2 separate regions of the Mus musculus genome follow, and region 2 is linked to region 1. A link is a contact called in public HiChIP or PLAC-seq data. All regions are on one chromosome and are shown on one strand. Each heading gives the region's core, a stretch centred on a gene start, on an enhancer-like site or on the middle of the called end of the contact. The rest is flanking DNA. Distances are from core to core; before and after follow the strand shown.

Region 1 (6,068 bases), core at 2,008-4,507:
TAACTAGCTAGGTGTTCATGAGAAAGGGAGGTAGTTTACTGAGCTTCAGTTTTCAAGTTGCAAGGTAGAGTCAGAAGGTAACCACAGAGCCAACTGAAGGGCTTTGTTTTATCAAAAGTGCCCTGCAGGGCTGAGGAGATAGCTTAGTGGGTGAGGTGCTCGCCACACAAGCACCTGAACTGCATGCCCAGCATCCGTGGAAAAATCCAATGTGGAGGCTTAGATGTAGTCCCAGCGTGGGGAGGTGAGGTGGGAAGCTTCCTGGGGCCTCCACCCAGCTAGCTTAGCCTCATTGGTGAGCTCCAGGTTCCAGTGAGGGACTGTCCCCAGAAGCAAGACAGATAGATCCTGAGGGTGACTTCTGGTCTCCATGCGTACATACACACGCTCGCATCAAGTAGATTTAAGTGTTATTTAGATATTGCTCCTTTTCACAATGCCTAAAGCTTAGGTGAACACCCCCCCCCATTCCACATGTGCTAGATGGAAAACGGGATGAGAGTTGTTTTCCAAAAATGAGGAACCCCCTCAAAAGTGGAAAAGGATTGGTGAGATTCTTAGCAGCCTGCCTTTCTCAACTGTCCAGATGTGCTGCAGATATGAAGGAGGCAGGTCCGTTCCAACGCCCCTGCTTCTCCAAGGAGACACTCCCTCTCTGGTGTGAGACGAGGAAGCTGAGAAGTTACCATCTGTAAGATGTAAACTCTGACTGGTCTTCCTGGAGCAGGGTCCAGGTTGTACCCTGCTCGCCCTTCCTCGTTTCCCCTTGATGGATGGTGCAGAGCTAGCTGACAATGGTGGTCAATCTGTGAAGTGAACAGCCCACACTGTCCTGGATGGAGAAGATCTTGGCTCCTAGTTCATGTAATGCTATTCTTACCTCAGAACCACCAACCCCGGGTGACTGCTGAAGTCAGGACCCAGGTCGTTTGGCAAAAATGTGAATCAGGTCAAGTTCACTTCAACTTCCTGCATTTTGGTACTGACTGTCTGTTCTCTGACCCAAGAACTCGTGGCATTCAGGAACTTTCCTAGGCTAGTCTGTGGGTAGCCATTTCAGTAAGTGACACAGACTATATAAAATTAATATCTATCAAGTCCACACTATGTCTCTATGCTGTCAGGATACACATATCAGCTCTTCCACAAGACATCCCAGCCACTACTAGCGCTGACCTTATTCAAAGCTTGTCTGAGCCTCAGTCCTTGTTCTCCCACTGACTAGCTGTGTGGCCTCTGGCTTGTTATCTATCCCTTGAAGCTCTGATCTTCCTGCTCTGTGCCCCACAGGACATGAGAACTCTGGTTTCACCAACGGATATCAAATAAGCTTGTCACGCAGACTGTTATCCGCTTGTCTAGACTGCTCTTCCCTGCATAGGACAGAATCTGGGCTTTCCTCCTGGGAAAGGTTCTACCAATGAGCTCACCTCCAACGTGGGCATGCTATTAGCACCTCTCACAGTACATTTTTTGGGAAGGCTAAGTTGGACAGCACCTCTAACACACACAGCTCTGGTGTGTGGGAAATGTTCAGTCGATTCAGCTTTTTGTTCTTAACCAAACCTTCAAAAAGATGAGGCAACCCAAGCCCCAGAATCAAAATGATGTGCCCAAGGTCACACACGGGGGCCTTGAACCCAGGGCTTCTGTCGTGAGACTTATTAGATACTTCTATTATATGATGTTGACTATTCTGAATGGCTTGTGCTAGATGCATTGTGGGAGAAGATGGCTTACTGTTTCCCTACACAAAAGCACAGTGACAATCCCCACAGGAGCTGTCAAGACTTGGTCCAAAGAGAATAAGGCCAGGCAGCCAAGTGCCTTAGAGGACAGGTGGAAGACAGCTCCGCATGCAGGCGGCTCAGTGCAGAGACGGAACAGCCCAGCTTCATTAAGCCATTAACTTTCTTTTTACCATTTGTTGGTTTCAAATTAGAATAAGTCTAGCCAACCTACAAAGCCACCCACCAGCTTCAACTTGATTGAAATCAGCTGATTCAAAATGACAGCATCGCAGGGCGTTTACAGAGGAGGGTGAGAAGAGAACAGAGCTGGGAAGACTTCTGCTCTATCCGGCCCTGCCAAAGGGAGGGAACTTGTCTACAGCACCCCTAAGAAATGAACAAGGCCATGTGGCTCCTGACAGAGTCATGAATGAAAGGCCGGAACAGCAGGTTATGGGGCCATTCAAAACCCATCTGTAAATGCACTCTCAGGGGACAAAAGGGTTAAAAGTCAGCCCACCCTGTATTAAGGGTGTCTCTGGTGCTCTCGGCATTTGCCATTTTGGATTTTCATTTTGACTATTTCATTTATGTGTGGGTGACACAGTCCTTTGTGCACACTGGTGTCCAATTGCAGTGTGAAGCCATCACAAGGATCTTTTACTTGTTCAGCACTGAGCCTGGTCCCTGGAAGCTCACCTTGCTTCCTTCCCTAGGGCAAGTCTCATGAGCCCTAGGATTGAGTATAACCACCACTCAAAATTCCAGCCTCAACATCCAGCCAGTCTGAGGATGGGGGTTAAAAGGGATCATTTCTTGGGGTGCGTGCAGAAAAGGTTTGTATCTTGGCAGATGAGTGTGTGGGAGGCAGGCATGGTTTGGTCATTGGTTCCCAAACTTGTCTCTACACAGAGCCACAGGAATGGTTTTAAAACACACTATTCATGTCTTACCATTTTTTTTTTAATAATTTAGCTGGTCTTGGGTATAGCCTGAGCTTTAAAGAGGATCAAACAAAAACAACAACAAAAAAGCAAGATAATTCTGAAATGGGGTCATGTTTGGGAATCATTGTTTTGAGATCCATTCAGAAATATGGGCTTCATTTCATACCTGTATGAATGTCTTCCATCTCTAAGAGATTGACAGAGTGGGGATCCTAAGGGAGTGTCATCTTAGAGGAAAGGTTTCAGGTCCTGGGAAAGGATCCCCTGGTTTATAGAACACCCCTCCTCTCTCCTTCCTAAACACCTGCCACTTCTTCACCAGGACAAAGCTCTTTATCCCACAGTGAGAGATGAGGCTTAAGACAGCAATGCCCCTGGGAGAAGAGCAACTCAAACCCATGTTCAGCTATAAATGACTGTTGAGGAAAGGAGACTCAGCTGCCGTGACAGCCTGACAAGAGAAGTGTGAAAACAGGAAAGCCAGAGACGCCCTCATTTGAGAAACGAGGAGGCCTAGTCCCAGAGGTATGACCCACCCTGGCCAAGGCCATCTGCTCCGCCCGTCACAGTGGAGTCTGGAGTGGAGGGAGGAGCTCAGTTTCCGCCTACCTAGGAGCAGTGCTGACCTTGAGTGGCAGCTGAGAAGATCTGTCGTATGGGATCCCTGTGGGGGTGGTCTCTGTATAGACTTCCCATTGCCCTCCGGGGCTATAGAGACAGGCGTCAAGCATGTTCTCATGAACGGTGCCCCTGGGTTCTATCTAATATTGGCATCCATTGTGTGGCATCCAGGGACATTAAGTACCCTGGTATGTGTGAGGCTGCCAGCATGTTAGCCACTTTGTTCACTGCTGTGACCAAGTAATTGACAAGAAATAACTTAATAGAAGGAGGAGATTTATTTTGGCTCATGGTTTGGGGTCCATTACAGTGAGAAGGTATGGTGGCCATGGTGGGGAAGGCATGGCGAGCCTTCAGCGGTAGCAGGGTAGGCTAGCTTAGCTCGCATTTGGATAGACCAGGAAAGCAGAGACAGGAGAATACTGGGACTCAGCTGACTTTCTTCAGTCCTAAACTGAAAGGATGTTGGATATCCCTTCTCAGTTAATCCTTTCTGGAACGGTCTTGACTAGATGTGCCCAAAAGTGTGTCCCTTGGGTGACTCTAAATTCACTCAAGATTGACTATCACACTGCTCATGGAAAACCAGCCCCTTCGTGTCCCCTTTGAGAAATGAGATGGATCTTCATGGGATTGTGGGAGCCAGCCCTTCCTCTCCTCTGCCTCCTGGCTTATGATCTGAGTGGCCTCCTTCATCACTGACTCTGGCCATGGTTTTCCACACTCACAATAAGCCCTTTGTGGACTACTTGATCTTTGACCAGAACCTCCAAGACCACGAACCAAAATAAACCTTTTCTCCTTTAAAAGCGACTTCCTTCAGTGTTTCCTTTATGACAGCGCCACCGGGCTGACTAGTGACAGCACCTTTGTGCTATGTCTCCCAGACCCCCTCATTCAGAGCTTCCCCAGCCCGAGATAAGCAGTCACTGCCTCTGTATTTGCTGGTGTGGCTTTAATATTGGCAGAAGAAGCAACTGCTTCTAGGTAGGCTGTATAGGCAACCATTAGGCCAGCAATGGGAAAGAAGCTATAATCCCACCAGGCTCAGAGACATTGTCATACCCTCTAGAGCTAAGCCCTGGGCATAGAGGGCTGAAAGGTCCTGGACCAGTTTCAGGACAGAGATGAAAAAAGCCTCTTGATTTCGCCTAGTTCAGTCCTGCTGAGACTTGGTCAGGGAACTTGTCCACACTTCCAGCTGCCTTTGCTCAGCCTCTGTCCCCTTGTGGCTGCTACTCGAAGTATGGCTTTGTGCGGGGAGGGCTGTCCTTTCTTGTCCCTGCTCCACAGTGCAGGGCAAGAAGTAAATGTGGGCCGCACACTGCTGCCTGATGACACGAAGGAGCCTGCTGGACTTTATCCAAGTTCATTTGTCTTTTTTTTTGCTTGGATGGTGGGGTGAGACAAGATCGATTAGCTATTACTGGGCAATTAAAAGAGTCTCGGGCTCTGAAGTCAATGGGCCTCTCTGAGCTTGCTCCTCGTCTGCAGAGGACACTAGGAGTGATGCTTACCTTGTCACCTGCAGGACTCACTAGGTGAAGGGTCAGGAATGTGGACGATCCAGCTCGCCTCTGAACTGGTCTGCTTGTACTGTTACCTTCCCAGACATCCCCTGCTTCTCTGATCCCATCCCTGCAGACCTCAGCTCCCTCGTGTAGCTGCCCCTATGGGACACTCTTACATGTTGCCCTCAAGACTCCGAGGGATTAGCCACAAGCATTCGACACACAGTAGGACAGATCTCATAGGATACTTACTACCTGTCCATCCCCAGCACTGGAATCATCCAGAGAGAAAGAAATGGGGAGGAAAATCCACAGAAGCTGCCAGCTAGGTCTGTCAGCTCCTGGGAGCCTACGCATTCAAGAGGCTGAGCTGACATTTACGGTGAGAAGTTTTATCCTGGTGGTAAATACCCTCTAATGGTGTAGGTCATTACACTAATTACAGCAGATAATTAATTTTCTCATTCTTCTTATTTATTTACTTTTTTTTTTTTGGTAGCCACCTATCACCAGAGAAAGGGAATTTGTTCCTTTGCTTTCTTTGTCAATAGGTCTGAGCAAATCTGCTCTTGCTGGTGTCTGAGATGGCAGGAGCGGTTCCCCTGGGTCTGCTGGTAGGCCACTAGAGGTGACTGAGAAGCCCCGCCCTCTTGGACATGGCTCTCATTCAGAAGCTTCCTGCTGAGCACCCTCTGAGGATGGCCTTTAGCTCTACAAGCTCCTCACTGGTCTCACAGGTCAATGCTTACTTGCAAGGCTGGGACAGAAGGTGGTCTTCCTTGGTTCCTTGGTCTTGGTAAAACCATCATTCTGGATGTTTCTAGCACCACACTACCACAGAGTGAAGTCCTAAAGGTCTGTGGGTGCAAGGTGTGGTTCCCAGGTGTCACCGTTGGGAGCTGCAGTGGGCCATGAGGAGGGTGGTCCTTAGGTTGCTGGGGAGCTGTGAGACCCAGCCTGTCCTTTCCTCTGCCTCCTGGCTGGTAGTTTCAGTGGCTTCTTTTACTGATGACCCTGGCCATGATGTTCCTTCCTCACCAAGCTGCAGACTGTAGACTGCTTGATCTCTGACAGGAACCTCCAAACCCATGAGCCAAAATAACGCTTTTTTCTTTAAAAGTTGCTTCCCTCCGTGTTTTTGTTATGGCGTCCCAGGGCTGACCAACGTCGGTATCTTTGCATTACATCTCCCCTGAGCCCCACGTTCAGAGTTTCCCCTGCCCCCGACAACCGGGCACTGCCTCTGGAAGAACCCCAGT
Region 2 (6,024 bases), core at 879-3,378, 200 kb before region 1:
TGTTAGAATACAGTCAGATAGCAATCCTTCACTTAGCCCAGCGGGACTCTTACGCTCAGGAGGGTTATAGTGTGGTCCTGTGGCAGCCGAAGGGCAGTCAGGAATTGTGGGCATCTGCTGCTTGTCCCCAAGAGGACTCTGTGGACAGAACACTGCTAATAAGTCCCATTGTCTAGAGAGGGGCCACCTATGGGGAGAGGGAAGGCATGAATTGGAAGGAGCCCATCGAGCCTCAACTTCCAAGCAACCCATGGGTTGGGGTTTGCTGGCATTTCTCCTGCCCAGCTTGGGCAGAGGGTGAGAGGAGAGCAGGGAAACAGCTGTGAAAAGCCATGTGGTGCAGCTTGTGTCATGGAAAGAGTCAGGCCCCGGCCTCATCTGACCTGCAGCCCCCTTGTCAGCAGCTTTTTGTCCTGGGCCAAATTACACGACCTCCCTAGCCTGCAGCTGGGTCCACAGAGCGTGAGCACGCCAATCTTGCAGGGTTATTTCTGTCTATAATTTTATTATGAAAAATATGAAAGCTACAGAGAAGTCAGAAGGATTTTTACAGTGAGTATCCACAGCGTCCACTCAGGGCCTGTGGTGTCATTTTGACTCTGCTTCTCATTATCTTGCCCTCTTTGAGAGCTTAGACGTCTCAGTTTGAGCTCTGTGCCTAGGACACAGAGCACACCTTTCTGAAGGGTGGGACAAGTGCTGACCGTGGCAAGAGCAAAGCTCACTTCTCATCTCCACTGCCTGCAGGACTTGGGCTTTCGCAGCCGCATCTCGGAGCATCTGCTGGATGGTGACACACTTTCTCCAGTCTTGGGTGGAGGCCACTGGGAGGTGAGTCGGAGTGGTCTAGGCTACGGCCTCACTTTCCCCGGCAGTTACTTATAGGGGTGACCCATAGATGACCCCTGCCTCTCACAGTGTGGACTTCGGAACATGCTCTCTCTCCAGACACTTGCCTCTGGTGGGCCTTCTGGCCATGATTGCTTTGTTTTGCTGCTGTGCACTGGAACATCCTGGTCCTGCCGTGTTTGTGTGTGTGTGTGTGTGTGTGTGTGTGTGTGTGTGTGTGTGTGTGTGTGTGCATTTCTTCATTCAGCCACTGAGGGTTTACCGCCCGCCCACCCACCCATTCATTCTGGCTCTGCCACCCAGCAGCTGGATCTGCCACTTGCCTTACCAGTCTGCACACGCTGCACCTTGTGACTGCTCCGCCAAGGCCTGCTGCTTCCCCTTTGACCCCTGAGTTTTCTTCTTTAGGCTCTGAGGCCCAGTTCTGGTGTCTGTCTGGAGGAGGTGACTTGTCCCCTCTCTGCTCCCAGTATTCTTACTTTGTTTTTACAACGTTTTGTCTCCTGGGCCTCCACCCAAGGTGCCTGAAACACAGATGCTGTCCTAGAGGAGCTTAAGTCAGGGCGGTTGTTTTTTTTTTCCTTCTCTGGGCTGCTAGAAGAGGGATTCTGGCACATGGACTCTGTGGGTTTTAGGGAGCAGCTGGTTTGAGTGAAACAACAGGATGTTTGCTATGAACCCAGCCTGGGAGCCCTCGGTGGTTTGCATGAGCGTACACATGGGTGCACAGTGTTTTCAGACTACATTTGGCCCCATGCGCTCCTCTCAGGTCCGGCTGGTGCCTTTCTGGGTGATGGCCCCATTACCAGGTCTCTGATAGACTTTGGATACCCCCTGTTGGAAGAGCTGAGGATGTGAAGGCAAGGACAAGGGAAGGTAGGGTTAGGGAGGGAGGGCGTGGAGCAGCTGCACTTGGTGAGGCCCCTTTGGTGACAAGTCACTAGGAAGCCGCCAGGTCCATTGGGCAGGGTAGGTTCTGTGACATGGCTTGGGTTTAACTCCCAGTGGCCACTGCCTGTTGGCAGCCAGTCCTGACAGAGGAAGTTCTAATTCATACTTGAGCCAGTGTGTTGGAGTGTGGGTGGTACGGGATGCTCTGATTGACTGGCCAGCAGTGCCACTGTTGGAGTGAGGGTGGTACAGGATGCTCTGGCTGACTGGCCAGCAGTGCCTCTGACAGGACTCAGCCTGCAGCTGTCTTCCTGTTCTCAAGGTGTGCAAGGGTGGAGCTGGCAGAGGATGCAGCAGCCGCTTCCCAGCACAGAGTCAACCATGCGTGCAGTTGTCTTTGTGGTCCTCTGGGGCTAGCGCCTCCTTCCCTTTGTTCTGGTTCCCAAGGCTAGGAATAGGGAGGGCCTTGGAGTTAAATTATCTTGGGTTTTATTCATCCTCAAAATTATTTTGAGGGCTGGGAGTATAGCTATGGTAGAGTACATGTGTGAAACCCTGGGTTCCATCCCCAGCACCAGAAGAAATGTATACATACAACAAACTGCATATTTGAAGGCACATTTTACCACATATATGCTTTTGAAACTGTAAGCACATTCAAGGCCCCCTTCCATTGTTGGATGCCGACTGTAAGGCTTTATATATCCTCTGTCACTCAGCACTACCTCAGCACCCTGGTCCCTGCCCTTAAAACCCAACGCTCTAAGTTAAGCTTGCAATCCTCCTGCTTCCACCTTGGGACTGGATCTTAAAAACAAAACTCAGGCACAGAGGTAAGGCTGGGAAGCTGGGGTCCTGAGTTTAGCTGGGCCAGAGGCTTGGTGTGTGCTTGTTTCGATCTCCTTTCCAGAGTGCCACCACACGTGTCCCTCACTGGGTCCTTTCTTCCTTTTCCAGGGCAAAAGTTCTAGGGAGCAAGTAAAGCTACTCAGAGGACCCACTGTGTGGCTTTCCCTGAGTTGTCTCTTCTTCTGTGTCAGGAGGCTGCTTCACTTTGTTGCAGAAGTATAATTGTGAAGCAAGAATGGGTCAGGCAGACAGAATGGTGTGGTTGGTGGCCAGCTCCAGTCTGCCTCTGTCTGTCCTCACAGTCCTGGAGTCCTCCATGGCTGTGGGCTCGCTTTGAGTTTGTATTACAGTCACCCTGCTTTGTCACTTACATTTTAGTTGAAGTCCAGTTGACCTGTGTGGTCCCTTTTTCTTTGAGAACCTGAGAACAAGAGGGCGTGCTTTGTAGGGAAGGTGTACCTCAGGAGGAGGCCGAGGTGGGGCAGGGAGGGTGTGCTTGCCGGTCACTGTGTGGCCCAGGCTCTGCCCAGGCCCATGCAATGGAAGTGGCAGCCCTGACAGGGAGCCCTTCTGCCTCAGGCTCTGAGAGGTAACACAAATGCATTGCTAGTTACAGTGTAATCTGGGGAGCTGGGTTTCAGTGCAAGGCCTGCCCTTGGTTAACCACCCAGATGTCAGAGTCAGATACAACTGCTGGGGTTCTGGTAGTCAGAGGGGAAGTGTCGGTATGTTCGGGGCACAGGGCTGGGACAGCATTGGGAAAGACAGAGTGATCTCTCTCCTTCCCCTCCCCTCCCCGTGAACCTGAGTCTCAGAGTAGGCGGTGCTCCTGTCAGGAGGGCCAGTCCTAGAGTGGGGCCTGAGGCTGGCACGGGCTTTTCTTTCTCTCCATCTTAGGCTGAGGGAGAGGATGGGAGAGGAGGAGCCGGCACTGTAGCCTAATTCTTCAGGCGGAAGCTGTGTTCATGTGTAGGACATTTCACCCTTGCTGAAGCCCTGGGACGCATGCTTTACCGACATAGTTGAGGGGAGGAGGGGTTCTCCTGCAGGCTGGACATTCTGGAACAAAGAGTAGGCCCCAGGCTGATGTCACCATTGCGTTTCTTTGCAAAATATTTGAAATCATCAAAAATCGCCTTTTTTTTTTTTTTTTAAACCAGCTTTCTAAATTTGCCTAGATACCCAAGATGTGGATAAGATTTGGGAGTTTATTTTCAAACGGATGCTGTAATAGCAGCCTTGGGGGCTGGCGCGGGGCGGGGAGGGGTGCTCACTGTCTATGATGGGGTTCACTAGAGCAGAGGAAGGAATGTTGTGCTATCATTCTGGGAGTCAGATGGTGCCCTCGGGTTTGGGGCACAGCCTCCCCTGCCCCTCCTAGATCCTGGTAGTTCAGAATTCTTCCTTCCCAATGTACTTGGTCTAACCATTTTATTTTGTCACCCCTGTACCACGGCCTTGCTGACCCAGGCCTCAGTGAGTTTAGATCATCGCCTTCTCTTTGCAACTAGCAGTGCAGGCTCTGGGCAGCAGGCCAGGTTCTTAGGGTACCTCCCCCCCCCCCGCCCTGTTTCTGGCTCTTATCTATGTATATAGTGACCATATTTATGTATCTCCTGTTTCAGCTGTGGGTCATGGGCTTAGCTAGAGCTTAGGAAGTTTCATTCTACAGACAGACCTGTCCTGTGTCTCAGCAGCCCCTGTCCTCTCCAGAGGCACCGTGGTGTACCTGCTGACCGTTTGACTCAGTGGGATGAGACACTGGCGCTGCAGAGCCCCCTAAAGCACTTCTTCCCCGACTTCCTGCTTTCAGGCCCAGGGGTTAGACCAAGAAGAACAAGATGACAGCAAATCCAGCATCGCTGAGCCACAGAGCAAGCATACCCAAGGCTCCGAGAGGTATGTACAGTGGGAGGTTGTGTGTGTCAGGAGGGTGTGGGCGTGGGTAGAATTCCTGGTCCTTACGGTCGCTGGGAGGCAGATGGTGACCTGGCTGGGTGGCCGTACAAGGTGTGCTTATGTGGCAGGGTGTGGGAGGTAGGCAGGAGGGACCCTGCCTGTGGTGGTGTACTATGACAGGAGTGTGAAGTGTCACTTGGCAGGACTTTGCACATGGCTCTGTGATTAGTCCAGGGCTTCTGTCCTCCTTACTGGATTGGGTCGATTAAGCTGTGTATATGTGGCTGTGAGCCAGGGCTGAAGTGGCCGCATTGGAGGTCTAGAGAGCCATGTTCTAAGTGCTGAAGCTCAGTGGTCTGAGCTGGGGTTCTTCTCTTGATGGTAGAGTTAGCTGTGCAGACTCTGTGTGTGTGTGTGTATGTGTGTGTGTGTGTGTGTGTGTGCACGCGTGTGGTGTGTTTTCCCCTGGCCTCATCCCATAAAAGGAGGAGGGCTGCCACCCAAGAAAATGAAGGGTAGTAGCCATCTCTTCTTGGGTCTGCATTCTTCCTTCTTTGGTATATTCAGTAATGCTCCTGCGTCAGTTATCATCTGACCACTGGAGTCTGGCACCTCCTTTGCACATTTATTTTATTTTATTTTATTTTTCATTTTTTATTGGTTATTTTATTTACATTTTAAATGTTATCCACCTTCCCAGTTTCCCTTCCACAAGCCCCCTACCCCCTCCTCTCTCCCCCTATTTTTATTTTTATTTTTAAGATTTATTTTATCTGTGTGAATGCTTTGCCTACGTGTATGACTATGCACCATGTGTGTGCTTGGTGCCTGAGGGGGGTCAGCAGCGGATGTTGGATCCCTGGGGCTGGAGTTACAGATGGTAACCAAGTCATCTCTCTAACCTTTCTTTTTACCATTAAAAAAAAAAACAAACCCTATTTAATTTTTAAGTGTGTGTATGTGTATGTCTGTGTGTGTGTGTGTGCATGTATACTCATGAATGTGAGTGTCCCACAGAGACCAGAGGTGCCAGATCTCCTGGAGCTGAAATTACAGGTACTTGTGAGCTGTCTGGCACAGATTGCTGGGATTTGAACTCAGGTCCTTGGAAGGACAAGACATCATCTTAACCACTGATCTATCTCTCTAGCCCTTCCTTTCCCCATTTTCTCTTAATCCTTTCATCCCTCCCTGGCCCCAGTGATGGTGAATTCTGATAACGTGAAGGTGTTCAGCTGCTGGACCAGGCAAATGCAGCAGGGTACGGAGAGCCCAGCTGTAACCCTGCAGGAGGGCGCTGAGAAGGGGGACGCTGTCCTGCTGCGTGTGTGGCTTCGGTGTTTGGACTCTGTGGGTGTGGGGGCAGCATCTCCTATGCAGCTGAGGAGGGGGATAGTGCCCACAACACCCATGCCCTCTATATTCTCTTCTGACTTTCCAAGTGAAGGCCTAACCCTGTTCCACTGGCTGCCCTGACCAGGCTATCGTCCCCATTTCTGCGCAGGGAACATCTCCAGAGTAGCCTTCACAGCCAGG

What was found. HiChIP or PLAC-seq counts read pairs in DNA pulled down with a chosen protein or histone mark.
Region 2: an H3K27ac HiChIP or PLAC-seq map of large pre-B cells shows a contact between it and region 1, with 2.7 times the contacts expected there. The contact joins two enhancer-like sites. A contact is called at or near these places in 3 of 484 Hi-C or Micro-C datasets (cortical neurons, myocytes and nephron progenitors), 2 of 115 datasets of contacts at active chromatin or transcription factors (astrocytes and large pre-B cells) and 2 of 9 other capture datasets (adipose tissue and liver).

The regions. Positions count from the first base shown.
Region 1 is chr9:45,583,825-45,589,892 of GRCm38.p6, reverse strand. The region is part of intron 3 of Dscaml1 (DS cell adhesion molecule like 1); the gene reads right to left. Among named protein-coding and RNA genes, the nearest start is that of Gm22069, 48 kb to the left of the region's middle. Within about 2 kb of position 3,257, at least 14 of the 459 cell types and tissues checked have an H3K27ac peak or open chromatin away from gene starts, as enhancers often do.
Region 2 is chr9:45,785,890-45,791,913 of GRCm38.p6, reverse strand. Cep164 (centrosomal protein 164) reads left to right here. Exons shown (of 30, transcript NM_001081373.3): 10 at 748-831; 11 at 4,403-4,488; 12 at 5,993-6,024. Among named protein-coding and RNA genes, the nearest start is that of Cep164, 40 kb to the left of the region's middle. Within about 2 kb of position 2,128, at least 44 of the 459 cell types and tissues checked have an H3K27ac peak or open chromatin away from gene starts, as enhancers often do.